Regions from separate parts of the Mus musculus genome. Here region 2 is linked to region 1. The links are chromatin contacts, called in public Hi-C maps. All regions are on one chromosome and are shown on one strand. Each heading gives the region's core, a stretch centred on a gene start, on an enhancer-like site or on the middle of the called end of the contact. The rest is flanking DNA. Distances are from core to core; before and after follow the strand shown. Region 1 has its middle 51 kb from the start of Gm46480. Region 2 has its middle 8.2 kb from the start of Gm35307.

What was found. A called contact is a pair of places that touch in the nucleus more often than the background predicts.
Region 2: a contact with region 1 is called in a Hi-C map of bone marrow-derived macrophages, with 23 read pairs. The contact joins two enhancer-like sites. A contact is called at or near these places in 2 of 484 Hi-C or Micro-C datasets (the N1E-115 cell line and bone marrow-derived macrophages), 7 of 115 datasets of contacts at active chromatin or transcription factors (embryonic basal ganglia, embryonic midbrain, embryonic stem cells and 2 more) and 1 of 9 other capture datasets (adipose tissue).

The regions. Positions count from the first base shown.
Region 1 is chr14:61,756,309-61,759,339 of GRCm38.p6, reverse strand. No RefSeq gene overlaps it. Among named protein-coding and RNA genes, the nearest start is that of Gm46480, 51 kb to the right of the region's middle. Within about 2 kb of position 1,714, at least 129 of the 459 cell types and tissues checked have an H3K27ac peak or open chromatin away from gene starts, as enhancers often do. A contact at or near this core is called in bone marrow-derived macrophages, where this site is marked.
Region 2 is chr14:62,025,149-62,028,177 of GRCm38.p6, reverse strand. No RefSeq gene overlaps it. Among named protein-coding and RNA genes, the nearest start is that of Gm35307, 8.2 kb to the left of the region's middle. Within about 2 kb of position 1,382, at least 13 of the 459 cell types and tissues checked have an H3K27ac peak or open chromatin away from gene starts, as enhancers often do. A contact at or near this core is called in bone marrow-derived macrophages, where this site is marked.

The sequences.
Region 1 (3,031 bases), core at 465-2,964:
CTTAAGAAGATTTGCAAAAAAAAGACTTTTTCCAGTTTTATCGTCACCTTAGAATACAAAGCTGTTTGTCATTGGCCAGTGTTTCATTTTAGAACAAAATGATTGCAAACGGCTTACCCCATGATAGAGCTCTGTAGTTCTTCACTTGTGTTAAAATGAAAATGGCCTTGGAGGAAAGACTATTTCCACAGACAGCTCACTGTGGCAGTGGTGAGGGCTCAATGGTGAAAGTCGCTCTACCTCAAGTATCAAGGATCTTTAAGGCTGAGGGCACACTCCCTCTGCATGCTTCATACCAAGAGAGGGGCCAAAAAAAAAAAAAAAAACCCTACTATTTAGTCTTCAGGAAATGATCACCTTTCTCACAAGGGGACTAGTAAGTCACAAGTCACCCCACTGAAGTGATCATAACGAGCTTCTTCAGCAATACGATAACCTATCTGAAGGTTTCAGGGCAGGCGGTTTCACTTACATCCAGGGCAAGCCAAGCACTGAATCTACACACACACAAATACACTGTGATAGTTTGCATATTTTTGGCCCAGGGAGTGGCACTGTCTGAAGGTGTGGCCTTGTTGGAGTAGGTGTGTCACTGTGGGTGTGGGCTTTAAGACCCTTGTCATAGCTGCCAGGAAGCCAGTCTTCCAGCGGCTTTCAGATGAAGATGTAGAACTCTCAGTTCTTCCTGCACCATGCCTGTCTGGTCGCTGCCATGTTCCCACCTTGGTGATAATGGACTGAACCTCTGAACCTGTAAGCCAGCCCCAATGAAGCCATCTTTTAGACAAGAGGAACATGTGAGATGCAACACCTGCTACTGAACATTTTTAATCAGTAAACTGTCCTCACTAAAGGTTTTGAGTAGTTAAAACTTGTATCACTGTATCCAGAACTGGAGGTGGAAATGCCATATTACATTTCTTTAGATATGCACATGCAACATACTCTCTATTACATATAACCAGATGTTGCTATGACAGCGCTTTTGTTAAACTCAGACAGAGTTCCTGAGATAGTTCTACACAATATGGGATTTCGGGAATTTACTTTTTAGCAACTACTGAAATAGATCTTGTGAATCTTGGGAGGCAAGTAAGCTATGTGAAAATAAATAAATCACAGGGATTTTTATTATGTATTTATTCAAAATGAAGGGAAAGGCACGTGATTCACAATATATGCAACCTGAGCTTAGAAATGTTTCTCTTCATTATCTAACAGTATGTGGTTTTATAAAAAACAAACTACCAAACAGTAATAGGACAGCTTTTTACTCGAAAATGCATATGGTTCCTTGGCTAAAAATAGTACAAACGATGGCGCTTCCAAAGACAAAGTAATCTCCTGGGGACAGAATTAGTTATGCTCCCTACGCCTGCACACTGCAAAGCTGAACTGTATTTAAGGCTGTTCACAAGAATTAAACAAAAACTTAAAAGAGGAAACCCCTCTTCGAGAGGTTTTATAACGTTTTGAAAACTGCATTATACATTCTAGACGCAATTTAACTTGTTTGCATTTGTGCCATGCCTTCCCATACATAACCACTTTCAAATGCTTTCTAAAGGCCCAGGAAGGCTATGTAAGAACTGCTCAGCGGAGTGCACACGCTCAGGAACACGTGGCATGCCCGCGGCAGGCTCTCACTTTCTCCATGTCCCACCAGACACGGTCCCTAGGGACTTCTGTGCTCCAGTCTGGGAGGGCGGGCGACTTGGCACAGCCTCTCCCTGGGTAGGAGGGGAGAGCTGCTGACTCACGACCAAGGCGGGCTGGCTGCTCTCCCTCCCTCCCCAGCCCTGCCGAGAGAGAGAGAGAGAGAGAGAGAGAGAGAGAGAGAGAGAGAGAGAGAGAGAGAGAGAGAGAGAGAGAGAGAGAGAGAGAGAGAGAGAGAGAGAGAGAGAGAGAGAGAGAGAGAGAGAGAGAACACTGTGGGAAGGAACACCTCCAGAGCCCAGTGTTCCCATCACAGCCTCACCCCCAGCAGGCGAGGAAGAGGATGGAAACCAGAATGAGTTAGAGAAAGAGGAACCTATGGAGAAGGAAGCGCAAGAGTGGACCTTCCTTCCCAGCCTGGGCTTGGGGGGGAAAAAAATCCTCTGCCCCGCCCCCACTGGACAAGCCGCCTGGCAGGTCTGTGTGCATTCAGTGACTAAAATCCTTCAGCCAGTTTCTCTTCCCAAACCCTCTTCCCATTTTCACTCCTGTCTTGTCATAAGGATGAGCTGCCTAAGAAAGCATTTAAGGCTTCTGTTGTCAACTGGACACTGAGCCCTGATCTGCCCTGGATGGAAATCTATAATTCTGAGCCCCAAGGACCTGGAGGCCACGTTTTAACCAGCCAGGAATTCAGATTCAGTGTTAACAATGAAATAAAAGGTCTTTTTTTTTTTCACTCCCCAAAGCAGTTGCATGGTTATATATGTAAATACACCATGTTAGGCAAGAAGTCAGGACAGTTGCCTCTGAGGCAGGGTGGAGATGACAGGAAGGAGTGCAAAGAGAGCATCCTGAAATGGTGGCAACATTCTGAGCCAACCCTGATCAGGGTTTACAGCTGTGTGCATTTATCATAAGTCTGTCAATCCACTGTGTATGTGTGCATTTCATTCTTTTTTTTTATTTATTTATTTTACAGTCCCACTTCCCCTTCTCATTCCCCCCATTGCCCCTTCCCTTTCTCTGCAGAGAAGGGGAGACACCCCCCACCCCCCCACCCCCCACCCCCACCCTGTCTTGGGTATCACCCTACCCTGGGGTATCTAGTCCCAGCAGGACTAGGCATATCCTCTCCTACTAAGGCCCAACCAGCCAGTTCAGGTAGGGGAAGAGGATCCATTGGCAGGGAACAGAGACTAAGACAGCCCCTGCTTCACTTGTTAAGGGAGCCACAGGAAAACCAAGCTATACATTTGCTATAGATGGGTCTGGGGTCTAGATCCAGTTCCTGCATGCTGCCTGGTTGGTGGCCCAAGCTCTGTGCACCCCTATGGTCTCAGGTTAGTTGACTCTGTGGCTCTTCTTGTGGTGT
Region 2 (3,029 bases), core at 133-2,632, 270 kb before region 1:
AGCCAATGAGAAACCAAACAAGTCAGCTATAAGCCATAGTTCACACAAGTTCACATGGGGGCCTTGGGGTTTGGGGGCAGGGGGAGACGGGACTGTTCCCAGGAGGCCAAGAATGAGGCAAGTCAGCTGAGGCCTTCTCGCTGCCCTTCCCCACACTCGGGCTGACTGTTTATTCCATCAACCCTGTTTATTCTCTTAACTCTGGTTTCTCAGCCAAACAGCTCATCACACGCTGCTTGATTGTGGAGACATACAGAAAGTATCCAGAAAGAGCTACGGGAAGCACGATCCTGCTGATTCATCCCCTGGGGCATTGGTTAACAAGCTGCGTTGGAAGTTCTCTTATCCTCAATATTTCAACACTTAGAGCATTAGTGTTGCCAGTTGCTCTCATTGTTAAGCAGAGTTGCTGCCATCATTGGAAACATATTATGATATTCATCATTATCACCCCGTCAGAAACATACTTGACCAAACAGATCAGTTGATGGAATGATTCGGATGTCCAGACTACGGCACGTGGGCATTCCAGGCTGTTAAGGACAGAGTCAGGCATCATTTGCCCAATATTTGCTGATGCAAACTCAGCTTCCCCAGGCTTTAACTATTTGACTAAATGGCACTTAACTATGAGACGTGGCAGAGACAGTGAACTCAGGCGAAGGCTCAGTAGTACCCTATGCTGGCTGTAGAATGTGGAGCCAAGGGTATGCCATCCCTGAGCCTGGCTGCTCTCAACAAGAAAGTGAGGAAGACTCACATGAAGGTCCAAAGTGGGAAGTGCACATACACACATTTTCTCAAGTCACCAACCCTCCACTAATGAAGACTCCTGGACATTCTTATCTGTGCCATAGCTTAGTCTTCATTAAAGATATTCTTGTCTTTAAAAGATATTGACTTAGAATTTAAAAAAAAAACACAGAAAGTAATGAATATCTTGATAGGAAAATATTGACTTCCTGCCCAGACAATGGAACATCTTGAAAATCCAGACCCCTCAAAACACTGGTGGTAGTAGTAGTAGTAGTAGTAGTAGTAGTAGTAGTAGTAGTTTTTCAAGAGAGGGTTTCTCTGTGTAACCCTGGAACTCTGTAGGTAAACAAGACTGGTCTTGAACTCAGAGATCCTCCTGCCTCTGCCTCCAGAGTGCTGGGACTAAAGAAAGGTGTATGTTAATACCAAGTATACAGAGAGAGAGAGAGAGAGAGAGAGAGAGAGAGAGAGGAAGAAGGCAGAAGAAGAAGAAGAAGAAGGAGGAGGAGGAGGAGAGAGAGAGAGAGAGAGAGAGAGAAAACAATGGGGAAAAGAAAACCAGGCACAGAGACTGTACGTTGGCTTCCTTAATTATTCATTTAAATACCAAAACCATCATAGTAAGCCCTTTTCACGAAATGAAAGTGTCTCTGTAAAAAGGAAGCTTATTGCAGGCGGGGATGAGAATGTGGAATTTATGGGAACTCAGCCTGCAGTTTATTTATTTTTATATACTTCCTTGAAACAACAGACCTGTTTGAGCTTCTCCAGACTTTTTAGGACTGCTGAGGGAAGCTCTCAGTGTCCTGGGTTGCTCAATGCATGGCTGGTTCCAAGCCTGAAAGCCCTCTAAGCAATAACGTATAGGTTTCCTTTGCTCTTGTGTTGTAGCAGAATGCCTGGACAGCTCTAGAGGCTACATTTGCTGTGCTGTAGCTTAGTCTTCTTTTAAAATTAAATTCATGTTTTCTGTGATGCACACATGTATCAAACCATGGGATAATTCCTCATTGACATTCAGTCTTCACATTCTTAGGTAATGGTTTACAAATTAACTTTAAAAGTAATAGTGATAAGAGCCACTCTGTAGTTAGATTCTGTTGAGATCTACTATCTTACTCCGCTGGCCATCACCTCCAATGACATATTTGAGGCAGACTGATGAAGGAAAGAAACATAGTTCAGCTCACTGCTCTGGGGACTCAAAGTTCAGAGGAGACAGGCAGTTCCATCTTTACCCAGGAAGCAAGCTGTCACCAGAGAACACCAAAAGCTCACTCAACTCCCTTTTGAGTTTAGTGTTCCTATTCCCATGACTCGAGGACTGCTATGTAATCTCCATCTTTTACAGCGACCACTACAACCCCCTGTACCACAACCCTGGGCACCAAGCACCCAACACGTACATCACTGGGGCACACTATGCAAACCTGAACAGCCACTTCCTACTGCAGTCTAGGGAAGTCTTTGCTCCCTCTTCCCAGGCTTCCCCACCAACATCACTGATATAGGAAGGACCAGCTCACCTGGCAGGGAGACAATTCAAAAGATAGTTATCCCAGTTACAGTCAGAGCACGGGGGCTTGTGAGCACACGCGTGTGGCAACCATTACTTAGTTCACAAATGAGGGGATGAGCAGAGAAAATTATGGTGCCAGGAGCATTTGAAGAATCTCACGGATGTAGGAGCCAAACATAATGGAGTCTGATTGCTAGGTCAGAAAGAACATCGGCGAATCCCATTCGGGCAACAAAAGTGTCACCTTTCTATTGTTGCCTTTTTAAACTTTCAACTGAGAAAATTTTTTTCATATAGTATATGCTGATCATGTTTTTTCCCTTCCAGCTCTGACTCCACCTTCCCAACCCACCCAACTCCACACCCTTTCTTTCTCTCTTTAAAAACAAACTATTTAATAAACAAAACCAAGAAACACACACACACCCTCTTAAAAGCATGAAACCAAAATATACAATCAAAAGACCAATTTTTTAAAATGCTCAGATAAAGCAAAATTTGGCAAAATGTCTATACAAGTACAATTGAGTTCCTTTGGGGTCCGCCATCTACTGCTAGGCAGGGAACCTGTTATTATGTGTGGTTAATATATCTAGTGAGACTCCATTTAAGGACTCCATTTTCCCTTTGCAAGCAGGTGTCAATAGGAGATAGTCTCTTGATTAGGGGTAGGAGCCTGTGTCCACTCCTCCATTTCAGTGCTGGGGACCTACCTGGCTTGGCCCTGTGTGGGTCCTTTTTCCTCACTGCCACA